Linked DNA regions of Mus musculus: region 1 is linked to region 2. A link is a contact called in public Hi-C data. All regions are on one chromosome and are shown on one strand. Each heading gives the region's core, a stretch centred on a gene start, on an enhancer-like site or on the middle of the called end of the contact. The rest is flanking DNA. Distances are from core to core; before and after follow the strand shown. Region 1 has its middle 23 kb from the start of Gm46767. Region 2 overlaps Pak7 (p21 (RAC1) activated kinase 7).

Region 1 (6,151 bases), core at 736-3,235, 710 kb after region 2:
AAACTAAAGACAAATAAATAGTTTACCCATGGTTTTCATTTAAGATGGTAGCCACTCTTGGGGTGGTCATACAAAAGGCTTCCAAGGTGCTGGCTAGGTTCTGTTCCTTCATCTAGGCTTACAGAATATGTAACATTTGTGATAAGTCGTGAAAATAGAAAAAAATAAAAACAGGAAACGTTTCTTTCTTTACCTTCTCTGCCAAGTGGCTACATAGTCCAGCTCCTAGGACTCCTCTTCCTCCTGCCTTAGCCTCCTGTACTAGAACTGCTGGTACAGGTCACCACTGGGCTTGGCCTTCTAAATTCTCACTACAATTCTGACAGTAAATTTTCAGATTTCACATATCAGCAAGCCTTCATTTCTTTATACACATCCACTGAATATCCAACTGTGCAACTGTGACTCTATACAGAGTCAACACAGACCCCACAGGATCAGATATAAGGTCCCCAAGACTACCTCTCACTTAAGTCCAGCTTGATACCTGCACTTCTGAACCAACTGGCTATAGTTGAGAGGTTCCCACAATCCCTTCTTCAGAATCTCTGTTGTTAAAATGGTGTTCATGGCCCAGGAAACATAGGCTTCTTAATTTATTGTGAATGATATTGCTCATGATCCATAGAAGCAGGTGGGTGAAGAGCAAGGTGCAGGTTGAGTATGGAGTTTCCATTCCCTTCTGGGCATGCCAACTCCCAGGGCATCCATGCATTTCCCAACTCAGAAACTTTGAACCGCATCATTTAGGATTTTTATGAAGTTTCTGTTATGTTGGAAAGATTAGTTAAATCATCAGGAACTCCTTGGAGGTCTCAAAGTGGAGCTGAAAGTTGTGCCTAATCACAAGGTTGGTTCCTTAGGCACCGCCCCCCTCCCCACTGAACCCCAACCATGCAGGGGCTCCCAGACATCAGTCATCCCTTGAGCAGGCAAATAGAAATGCTTCCTTATTCCAAAGATTTCAAAAGACTTAGAAACTCTTGTATTAGGAACCTGGGAATAAAACCAAATCCTATAACAAAAGATTCTCTTTTCAGCCTCCTCCTACCCCCCAGCCCTTTCCTTTTACTAGGAAATGACAAAAGCGTTAGAAGCCAATTCTTGAACATCAGGCAGTGACCGAATATGTATTTCTTACAATGTCAGTCATTTATCAGTTCTTTTGTGGTACATGTACGTCTGTGTCTGCATGATATATATAGATAAAATTTACCTAATTATCATAATGTAGATAAGTTTACATGGTAAAGAATGTTTGCCATTTCATTATTTTTTTATTTAAAATTTATTTTACCCTATTCTATGTATTGTGTGCAAGTATCTGTGTGTAGTGTGTGTGTGTGTGTGTGTGTGTGTGTGCATGCACACATATGTTAATGGACACATGACAAGACATACATATGGAGAACTGAAGACAACCAATCTGTGGGAGTTATTTTTTCCTTCCATCCCGGGGTTCTGACAATCCATGTCTGGCCATCAGGCTTGGATGACAAGCATTTGCTTTCCCCCAATAAACTAGCTCACCTGCCCCCCACTTAAAAATTGCAGGCCATGCAATTTTTAAGAGTGACTAGATTTCCGAAGGGGTTTATGTTTCTATTCAGCTAAAATATCTGAAGAAGAAGTGACTTGCTTTTGAATATTTAACCTGGCTTTGATCTATCATATCACAGCTTCTATTCAATATTTAAAGGCTAATGCCAAAAGAAAAATTCTCAGGAATAGGTGGAGAAAAAAGCTGCATGTGTTTCTTATAAAAAGGGTTACTGCCTCCTGGCTCCCACCTTCTTTTCACGAAGCTGAAGCTCTTGTGATCCTTGAGCAAAAGGCCAGCTAAATAATCAGCAGACTCAAGAGATTCCTTCCTTTCCTTTGAAAGAAAAGCAGTCAGGACACAGAAGGACCCATGTTTCGGGATGCATAATGAAAAGAGCTCAGGCCATGTCAGGGGGTTGCTAAGAGGCTAGGAGAACAATAGGTCTATCTGAGGGTTGTCCAAAGCCTCCTGAACCACCCATGGTTCATTCATCCATGCAGATGCACTACTATAATGGGAAAAATAAAAAGGAGCCAGCTGTGAGCTACTTGGGGGGTGGGAGGTGGGGAAGAATCAGCCATGAAAATAATTAGCTCACACACAAGATGCCATTTCTGTGTGCTCCCAAAGCTCTTTATTAGCTCCCAAGTTCCACCTCTCCCCAGACCTCCACCACCTAAATCAGTTTTTCTTATTGCAAAGTCTCCAGGTTGGGGCTCTGAGACTGACCCCCAGGTGGTAGGCAATCTGCATGGAAATCCAGCTTGCTTGTGGGAAGAAACCCATTAAAGGAGCCTTTCCAGCATGTTCCTGCTGCTGTTGTTCATTTGTTTCTGTTTAGCTTTGCAATCCATGCTCCTTCTCTTTTGTTAACAGGAACTCTCACTTCCCTGTTGGAATTCGCAGTCTCCCACTCAAGCTGCCCAAATAGAGACAGCGCTGAAAACAATGTTTCTCTTAACTGCAATGCCAAGGCTATCAGACTGCATACAATGGCTATTTATCTCACTTACTGAGAATTTTTGTGTGTGCGTGTCTCACTGTTTTGATTTAAATGCATTTGCTATCAATTGCGGTTTTAGGTCTCCCCTGGACTTGGAATGTGATATGCGATGCACGGGCTTCATTACCAAATGACAATCCAGAATTTTCACTTCCAAAGCACACCTGGGACCATGGGGCTGTAATCAACAATTCTTCTTCAAGGGTAGAGATGAATTTGTTCAGCTGCTGGAAGAATCTGGGTTAAATTTAAGCAGCATTCTGATGGTATAATGAGGTATGCCAGACAAGCACAGGGGGGAAAAATAGGAAAACGGGTGGTTTAGATCCTAGGGTAATGGCTGGGTCGTGTTGCCACAGGTCATCATGCCACAATTTAAACAATAAAGCCATAGGAACACTCAACACCAGCTGGGACCAAAATGGCAAAGACAAGTGACCCCTAACTGACCTTTGCTCCTTTACTATGGTATCTCTGCTTATATCATTAGACTTGGCAAATGGCCTGTTCCCCTCACTCATCTGATGCCAGGCCACTTGCAGAAATCCCATCTAAAGACAGAAACATGGGGCAAATCCTAGTCTTGAAATCTCCAAACCTTCTAATCCATCCTGACCCCACCATAACTCCGGAACAACCCTTCCCTCCATTAGAGTTGGCTCATAAAATAAGATAGCGGGATTCTCAGCTCTGTCTCTCCTGAGGAGCCAGTCCATACTCATCTGTGAGTGTGCACTTTGCCCTTTAACAAATTCCCTGCCTGTTCCTTGCTTTGCTTCATCTCTGAACTCTCTCTGGTGATGATGAGACTCTGAAAACTGAAAGCCAAGGCTTCAGTCTACCCTATGAAGCCTCCCCAACCTCCATCCACTAGTAAGAGTCACAAAAGTTAAACACAGACGTTTTGTTCTAGACTGACCTAGAGATAAGAACTAACATTCAGAGTACCAACCTAGTAATCAATTCCCAGCTGCCTAGAGATCACTTCCCTTTACAGGTCACACGATGTAGACAACGGAGAACATACAAGAGAGCAAATCATATAGGAAACCTGGGGTGTCCTTGAGATGAAAAGGGAGCTGGGATCCTAGGAGATTTGACAGCCACTGAAGCCACGCGAACCAGTAGCTTCTGGATTCTTGTCCCTTGAATTTGAAGAATAAGATCCATGGACTACAAAGAGGGAATCTTAGAAGAAAGTTTATCACATGCTAATAGAAAGGAGCTTAGTTGGGGGGATAGGGAGAAGAAGGGGATAGAAGAGACTCAGAATACAAGTGGGGTATTAGGAAACAGGATTCCATCACTTGTTAGTGCAGGGGCTTTTAAAAGACTTACAGCAGCAACTGGGGTGAGGTATAGTCAATTCAGTTGCCTCCAAAGTATCCAGGTGTCTCCTCACTGTATCACTCGACACTGGGCACAGGAGCTTTATTTAGGAGATAATGAAGAAACAGACAACAAAGCTCTCTTTCCTAGTATTGCTGCCACCAGAAAGGATTCTCTTAGAACCACTGCTTTGGGGTTCCCCACCTGACCTGGCCATTATTCAACTCCTGTCCTTATCAGAAGCAGGGTAGAACCCCAGTGGATCTGGAGGAAAAGAGATCCATCATGGCACGTTTCTGTTCAGTGCTGGGATCCAACCCAAGGCTTTCGTTCCAGTGATATACTTCCTCAGCTCTTTATGGCAAATTGGCAAATTTCTGGTATACCAACACTGGTGTGTCAGAAACCTGTGATAAGAAGCCAGTTCTCACAGCAGGAGAGAAGGCGCAACAGATACATAAGAAGACATACTGTTCTTGCACAATAGGATGTTCAGCATCCATGTTGGGCAGCTTATAGCCTGTAAGTCCAGCATCAGGGGCATCAACACTTCCTGACTCCACAGCCAACTGTGCATGAGTTTTACCTTTGATGTGCTTCTCTTAAATGACTGAAACTTTTAGAACAATTGTCCAAACGGAACCTAACTGCTTATCATTTAAAGTCCCCTGTGTACAGCAATTAAAAACAAAACAATAAGCCGGGCGTGGTGGCGCACGCCTTTAATCCCAGCACTGGGGAAGCAGAGGCAGGTGGATCTCTGAGTTCGAGGCCAGCCTGGTCTGCAAAGTGAGTTCCAGGACAGCCAGGGCTATACAGAGAAACCCTGTCTCAAAACAAACAAACAAACAAACAAAAAACAAAAACAAAACAAAACAAAAACAAAACAACAACAACAAAAAAACCTGTGTTATATCTGTTATAACAAGCAAGGTTAAGGCCAGTTTGGCTACATAGCAAGATGGGAGAGGGAATAGAATAAGGCTTTTCTAAACAAGAACTCATGTGTTAATTTACTTGAACTTTCAAGACTATGAGCTTCAAGCATAGGTAAACAGAGCATGGTGCATAGAAAAGATATGGTAATTAAATAAAATTCCAGGCTAATCACTTTCTGTGTTAATCACATATTGGTTAAAAAATGATTACTGTGTTTTCTCTTTAGAGAGCTGAGTGTTCAGAGGGCTCCTATATATGAATTCTTAAAGATACCAGATGATTCTACTATGTGGTGAGGAATAGAAATTTTCTTTTTAAAAAAATAACCTCTAAATTACAGATTTTTAAAAATATTATACTTGGCAACAAATGCATATGGAAGCTCCCTTCCTGCTGTCTAGTTTTCATAATGCCAGAAAGTACCATGCAGCCTGCCAGCGGAGAAAGGGCTCCCTCCAGATCCACTGGGGTTCTACCCTGCTTCTGATAAGGACAGGAGTTAAATACTGGCCAGGTCAGGTGGGGAACCCCAAAGCAGTGGTTCTAAGAGAATCCTTTCTGGCGGCAGCAAGTAGTCTTATCCAACTGTGAACCCTAGAAACTATACCAAACTACCAGGAAGATGTGCCCACTGATACAATAGTTGCATGACTATAATGACAGAAAGTCTGGCTTTGAAGTCTCCTCCACAGGATGTATGATGCTGTGCATGCTATCTTAATCCCAATCAAAAACTCATGGGTGGAGAGATCATTTGATGGGTGATCTTATTACTGTTATTTACCTAGACTGCCATGCTTACAAACCGATTTATAAACAGATTATTTTGTTAACTTACTTATTTTATGTGTATGTGTATGCCACATGTGTGCAGAGCCATCTGAGGCCATAAAAAGCGAGCAGATTCCCCTAGGGCTATAGTTACAGTTGTGAGGCACTATGAGGGTGCTATGAAGTCAACCTAGGTCCTTTGGGAGAACAGGCAGTGCTCTAAAACCACTGAGCCATCTCTCCAGTAGTTAAACATCTATGATTATACCCATAGACAAATGCTGCTCGGCCTTAATCGCCAAAGCTTCTCTTTACAATGAATGACAGTGACTGCAGAGACTCTTGGCTAATCAATAGGCTGGGGAAAAAGGATGGTTATATGCTCGGCCCTAAAGAGTATATTTATACTATTCCTTTTAAGACTTGAGGAATATCACAGAAGAGCAGGCAGACAGAACAGAAGTTATAGGCTGGAAGGACAGCTTAGCAGTTAAGATCAGGTACTTCTTTTGCAGAGGACCCAAGCACCCACACCAGGCAGCTGATAACTGCCTGCAACTCGGATA
Region 2 (6,444 bases), core at 2,635-5,134:
GATCTGTTGGAAAAGCACCTGTCCTGCAAGCAGGGAGAGCTGAGATCAGATCTCTGAACCCATGGGAAACCAGAGCATAGGGTATTCGGCTGTAACTACAGCAGTGGTGGGCTTCTGTTCAGTGAGAGACCCTGCGTCAAAAAGTAAGGGGACAAGTAATCGAGGAAGACATCTATCTTCGATTGCTCATCTCCACATGGTGCATACATCTAGAACATATATTTCTTTTAGAACATATATTTCTATTCTTTCATTTATTCCTTCAACAAACACCTGATCTAAGCTGAGACTGAACAAATTATGGCTTACTAGCCAAATGCGATCAGTCATCTTTTTGGTGTGTGTGTGGGGGTAATACTCTTTAGTGTAGTTTATTTTTGTATAGCAATTTTGTCTTCACAGCAAATCTAAAAGGTAAAGAAATGTCCTGTGTCCCCACACATGAGCTGCCTCCTGCACTATCAGTCAGGTGCCTACCAGACTGGTGGAGTTTGGGGGCTGATGAACCTGTGTTATCAGGTGCAGCCTACACACTCTACTAGGGGCTGCTCCTGTCATTGCACATGCTGTGGATTTCAACAAACTCAAAGATACTTGTATCTACCTCTGGATCACATGTATAAGAACACACACACACACACACACACACACATTCACACACACACACACAATTGAGTTCAGTGGTGACTTCTACCAAAATTTAAGGCTAACACAGCACTCTCTATCACAAGAAAATTAATCTATAGATAAACCTGTCTCATGAACACAGCTCTAAATATCCTCATTTGAAAACAAATTTAGCAATCTAAAACATAACAATACACCACAAAGCGGTAAGATTTATCCTGGCTATGCAATAACAATCCCACATCACACTGCTGTTCATACAACAGGCTACAGAGGAAAGTCTCATGATCACATCAACAGTAAAGAAATTGAAGAGAACTTCCCGGACTAGATGAAGAGCGGTTGTAAGAATCGATCACTGATTCTGCATTTGGTTCCAGAAGCTTCTCTGATGTGGCAAAATAGAAGGAAACAGTGATCTGTCTCACCATTCCTTTCAAGATTGTACTAGAAGTTACAGTTGATAAGACTTTATAGAACAAGGCTGAGGAAGGCTACAGATCGGAAGAAAGAATGAATGATGTTCTTTTTTTTTTTTAAAATAAGAGGGCATGATCAGTTATGTACAAAATTAGAAAGTATTAACCAAATTCTGCAATGACAAGTAGTTAAAAAGAGTCAGAGTTTACAATTCTAAACTATATAATAATAAACTTTTTGCAGCGTGGGGATAGGTATGTATGTTATGTGTGATTATATAAGTTTATTTATACATCAAAAGCCCAGAACGGGGGTAATGAGAGAAGAGGAAGAGACCTCAAAGGAAGTGGGAAATGAGGGAGGGATGGTATACATGCAATAGGAAAACAGGGAGGACTGATGAGGGAAGAAGAGGAGCCTGGTAGAACAGAAGAAACAACGGGGGGGGGGGGGGGAGGACAGAAAGGGAAGAGGGTGAACCAGAAGAAAGCATAAGGGCCTATGTAAGAAGATGTCATGATCAGACCTAGTACTCTGTATGGCAACCAAAAATTAATAGAAAGGAAATATTAAACAGACTAAAGTGAATAAAGAAATCGCATTATTTCTTATATAAAACATCAGTTGGTTCCTGTGTATCATTGATGGATAAGTGAAGCTCAGAATTAAAAAAAAAATACCATTCTGATTAGCATCTTCATTGCAATTTACAGGTATAAATCTAACAAACACAGACAAGATCTGTGTGCTCCAAAGTACAAAATGTTAACGAAAATATAAAAAGGAATTGAGTAAACAAATAAATATTCCATGATCATGGATCAGATGACATAATGTTCTTACTTCAACTTGATCTACAGATGTAGCTTAATTCAGATCAAAATTCCAGCAAAAAATCCATGTACTTAGGTGAATATATAGTAGATTATAAACAACAGTTCTCAACCTGTGGGTTGTGACCCCTTTGGGGGTCGCATATCAGACGTTCTGCATATCAGATATTTATGTTACAATTCATAACAGTGTCAAAATTAGTTTTGAAGTTGCAATGAAATAACTTTATGGTTGGGGTCACCCCAACATGAGGGACTGTGTTAAAGGGCTGCAGCATCAGGAAGGTAGAGAATCATTATCATATGTGATAGAGAGAGAGCAAACCTATAACAATTTGTAAAAGGTAAAGCTATGCAGAGAGTAAAAAGACTCATGATTTCCAGGATTAACAGGAGGAAGGCATGGGTAGCTGGAGCACAGGGATGCTCAGGGCAGTAACACTGCCCCATGCCACCCAACCGTAGATTTAAGTCTCTGTTGGCAGTCATGTGCAATGTGCATGCCAAGAGCATTCCCTCAGTGTCACCTGTGGACGGTGGCTGGTGTTCTTGCATCAGTGAGAGTCCCTCAGTCACAAGACTGCATCAGTCTGGTGAGGCTTTTGGCATTGAGAGGCTGTGCATGTTTGGGGCTGGGGGTGGTAGTATCTGTGGATCCTCTGTACCTTCTAAATTTTCTCTGATCCAGAAATTGGTCTACAAAAACGAAACAAAACAAAACAAAACAAAACAAACAAAAAACCGAAACGCAAATAAACCAATCCACCACCAGCAAACTATATTAAGGCATTTTTTTCTCTCTACCAAGAAAGATGACTGCATTAGGCCACTGTATCACATTTTGTGGAGTTGCCCCCTTGCTGGAGGAGTAAGCAGGAGACTAAGAACGGATGCTCTAGTCACCACCACTGCAAAGCCACAGGTGTTTTTGTTCCGTATTGTGGAGGCCAGGAATTTGGCAAGAACATCTTCTGGGAAGTTGCCTGTGAAATTAGCGGTTGGTTGAGTCTGTGGTCACAATAAGTGACTGTATATTCCAGATGTTCACTATCATGGTGGCAGGCACTAGATAGAGGCTGTTAACTGGGGGTTCTGTCAGAATATCTGTCACAGCATCTACATGTGATTTTTTCCAAAACAGACTTTCTTACAGGAAATTTAATTTATGTGTGATTCAGGAACAAAAGGGCTGAGAGGCACAACAGAGTGTGGAAAAGGTTAAATTATAACTCAGAAGGGAAAGCTGTCTAATTACTCAGAGTTGAGAGGATAACATTTGTTTATCTCAGTATGGGATCAGTTTTGCTAATTAAAATGCAAATTCCTCTTAATTTGTAAGTGGAAGCATTGACAAATTAAAGCCACAATGTATCCATACCCCAAATGACAGCATACAGGTGCTAACAATGTCACCCCGCTTCCCAAAGCAGCTAGGTGCAAAGCTGTGATGCTGTTCTCGGCCACTAGGTGGCACCTTTGCATAGGTTTGAGAAATCTAGCCTGCAACGAACAGAGTTGAGCACCTTTTCTTTCCCAAGCACTAGATGGCATCTCAGTTTCCTTTGATGCCTTTGAGCACAGAGATTTTCATAGACACAGAGCTGAGGATGAGACCCGGGAAAACTGTGTTAAGCGATTATTCCTGCTTATAACTTTATTATTCCCTGCGAGCTTTTCAATGTGCATCAGAAACAGGAACACTTGCCCTTAACTGAAAGCCAAGAAAATTATTCAGTTTTAGAGACAATACAGGAATCCAAGCATTCAAAATGTCAGCATGACCATGATTATTATTAATACTAAACTATGGAAAACAAAAAAAGGAAAAATAAATAAATAAATAAAAGTTGTATTATCAAGCATTAAAGGGATGTTTAAATGTTAAATCTATATCCTTAAGTTGTAGAAATGCAATAGGAGAAAAGATTGAATATACAAGAAGAGATTATCTAAACTGAATTTACAAACAGATGAGTAGGCTTGTAATGGGACACTTACACCAGAAGAGGGCGGCATAGTTTAAGGAATTCACAACATTTAGGAACTCGATAGGTCAGAGGACACCTCTCTAATGTTATTGTGCTAAAATTGTTAATCAAATTGAAATGCATGACTCTACTTTATGTGGCTTGTGCCTTTCTCTGCTAAGAACCTCTACCCAGTGTTATTGCTGAGGTGAACGTATAGCAAGGTACCCTGGCTCCGGACTTTAGTTCAGACATTATTTATGGAGTGCCTGTTGCCTGACAGCAAGGTCCGTAAGTAGAATAACCAGCTGGTTAAAGGGAAACTTAGAGAGTGAACATAGCAGTGTTTCAGGGCGGGGGTTCCAAGAGGAGATTCAGAAGATGGAAGGTGTGTCCTCTCATAGTCTGTTCCTGGGTGTTGCTCTAGTATTTAATGGACTAGAGCAAATAGAAGCAAAGAGCTTTAGAGTAAAAACAAACAAACAGACAAACAAACCGCACAAAAGCATGGTGATGTTCAAGCCTAGGAATGTTAAGTACCATCTAGGATTTGGGAAAGAAAAACCGAAAAGGGATCCGATCACTCTCTTTTGTTTTCAGTTGGAGGAGACAGCTGATAGTTGCTAAGCCCCGGCCTTGTTCTAGCCAGCTTCCTTACGAGTGGCTCATCCTCTCTGACACCAAATCTTGAAAACTTTGTCGACTCCTCTCTCTTCTTGACTTCTTCTCCCTCCCTGTTTGCTGTGTTGATTCTGATGTGAGCAGCTGGGCCAGTACTTGGTTGTTCCTGATGGCTGGTGCTCTCTGCATTCTTGGGTAGATACTAGAAAGCACACACTGTATCCAACTCTGCTCTGGTGAGCATGACGCCGAATCTCTGTGATTTCTCTACTTGGCTCTTGTTGTTTGAACTCACAGGGGATTTCTAGATGGTGCTGAAGTTTGCTCCCAAGGGGAAGTCTTTCAGCATTAGAAGACAGCTGTCCTACATAACTTTCTACTCCTGAGTCTTTGACAGATCACCACTGTTCTCAGCCATTCATGAAACTGCCTAAGTTCTGGATTATTTATCCTTGTGGTCACCTTCCCTCTGAAGCACCCATTAGACAGTGTCCCAAGATAAAAGTGATGCCTTCAGAGTTTGAATAACGTGGCAGGAGGTGGGTAGAGAGGATGAGGATGGAGCAGGCTATTTCCATCCTTGCTACTTCCCTTTCTCCTCTCCGTACTCTGTATGTGTAATTGTGATCACTCCCTTGAGCCCTTCCCCTCTGGGATGAATGGTTCAGTAAGGAAGAGCTCACATCTGACTCATTCACTGCTGTGTCCCTAGCACGTAGCGCTGATCTCAGGACACAGCAGCCGTGTGTCGAAACAACGTGACCTGAAATACAAAAATGGAAATTTGAATTCAAGCCTCTCCAGAAAGGCTGTTGAAGGCAGAAAGGATTCTGGGATCATTATAAGTCAAGCATGGTGCACTTCTTCATGTTCAGTCAGAACTACCTCTCTTGATCAAGATCAAATGGCCTCCTAGGCCCTGGAGAGTTAGACATTGGTAAGGTCTGGCTTGAGAGACATCTGAGCACAGATAAGTCTGGGAACCTGTCTGTGCTCCATTTGTGCAAAGATCCGCATAGATAAGCTTCTTTGAGAGCAACATGAAGACCTGTGAAACGGATTCAGGCATCATTGTTTTTCTGTCTGTACAGAGCTAAGACAAGACTGAAAAGTGTCTTTGTCCTTGATGCTCAGGGATAGTAGCAGGAACGGAGCTTCCTTTGTGTCTCAAGGGGCAACAAGCTGTCTGTCTTTGTTAGCCCACTACTTCCTAGGCATGGATTCCAGTCTGTCACCCTCTCACAGTGGGACAACCACATCTCAGATGGAGAAAAGAGATAGACTTAAGCATTAGTAGCAGTGTGAGAATCGCTAGGCGATTCCCACTGTGCAAATAGAGCATGTTTACACAGCTTTAGCTTGCACTGCTAACCCCATATCCATTTGTGTGTTATGAGCAGATGATAAAAAGTTCATTGCTGATGGAAATGTATCTGTGCTGTATATGTTTTATCCCAACTAAATGAAACTAGCAAGAGAGAGAATAAACAAAGGCCTAGGGACAAATTAAACCTGTACTCTCCAAAGATTGGAACATGAGAGTCACACAACAGCTTTGTACAAAAAGCAGCCAGAGCCTCTCTGATGATTGGTCAGTGTGAAGAGAGCTGGGACCTGGGCACTTTGGGGGATAGTTTAGGAGGAAGGATGAAGAGTAGGCTGGGATGAGACTTAGAACCTGAGAACTAAAAAAGATAGTTCAGAATCTGCAAAAGCAAAGCAAAACAAAACAAAACAAAACAAAACAAAACAAAACAAAAACCCACAAAGGATGGGAGTGCCTGCATAGACAAGACAGAGGTGCAGAGAAGGGAAGAACTGGTGAGTGGGTGGGAACATGATTTCAGAAATAATTGATATTAAATTCTCTGTGCTGAGAACTTGAGTGTGTACCTTAAAAACTTTATTGAATTCAGGACAGGAATGATCTTGAAACACCAGAAATAAAAACAAAACAGCCAAACAAGCTTAAAAGA

Evidence for each region. Hi-C and Micro-C count contacts between places; a contact is called where the count stands out from the background.
Region 1: a contact with region 2 is called in a Hi-C map of stem cell-derived neural stem cells, with 4 times the contacts expected there. The contact joins two enhancer-like sites. A contact is called at or near these places in 4 of 484 Hi-C or Micro-C datasets (the 3T3-L1 cell line, cerebellar granule neurons, nephron progenitors and 1 more) and 1 of 115 datasets of contacts at active chromatin or transcription factors (embryonic basal ganglia).

What each region holds. Positions count from the first base shown.
Region 1 is chr2:136,852,741-136,858,891 of GRCm38.p6, forward strand. No RefSeq gene overlaps it. Among named protein-coding and RNA genes, the nearest start is that of Gm46767, 23 kb to the left of the region's middle. Within about 2 kb of position 1,986, at least 29 of the 459 cell types and tissues checked have an H3K27ac peak or open chromatin away from gene starts, as enhancers often do. A contact at or near this core is called in stem cell-derived neural stem cells, where this site is marked.
Region 2 is chr2:136,145,812-136,152,255 of GRCm38.p6, forward strand. All of the region lies in intron 3 of Pak7 (p21 (RAC1) activated kinase 7), which reads right to left. All of the region lies in intron 3 of Gm14218 (a long non-coding RNA gene), which reads left to right. Among named protein-coding and RNA genes, the nearest start is that of Gm14218, 12 kb to the left of the region's middle. Within about 2 kb of position 3,885, at least 10 of the 459 cell types and tissues checked have an H3K27ac peak or open chromatin away from gene starts, as enhancers often do. A contact at or near this core is called in stem cell-derived neural stem cells, where this site is marked.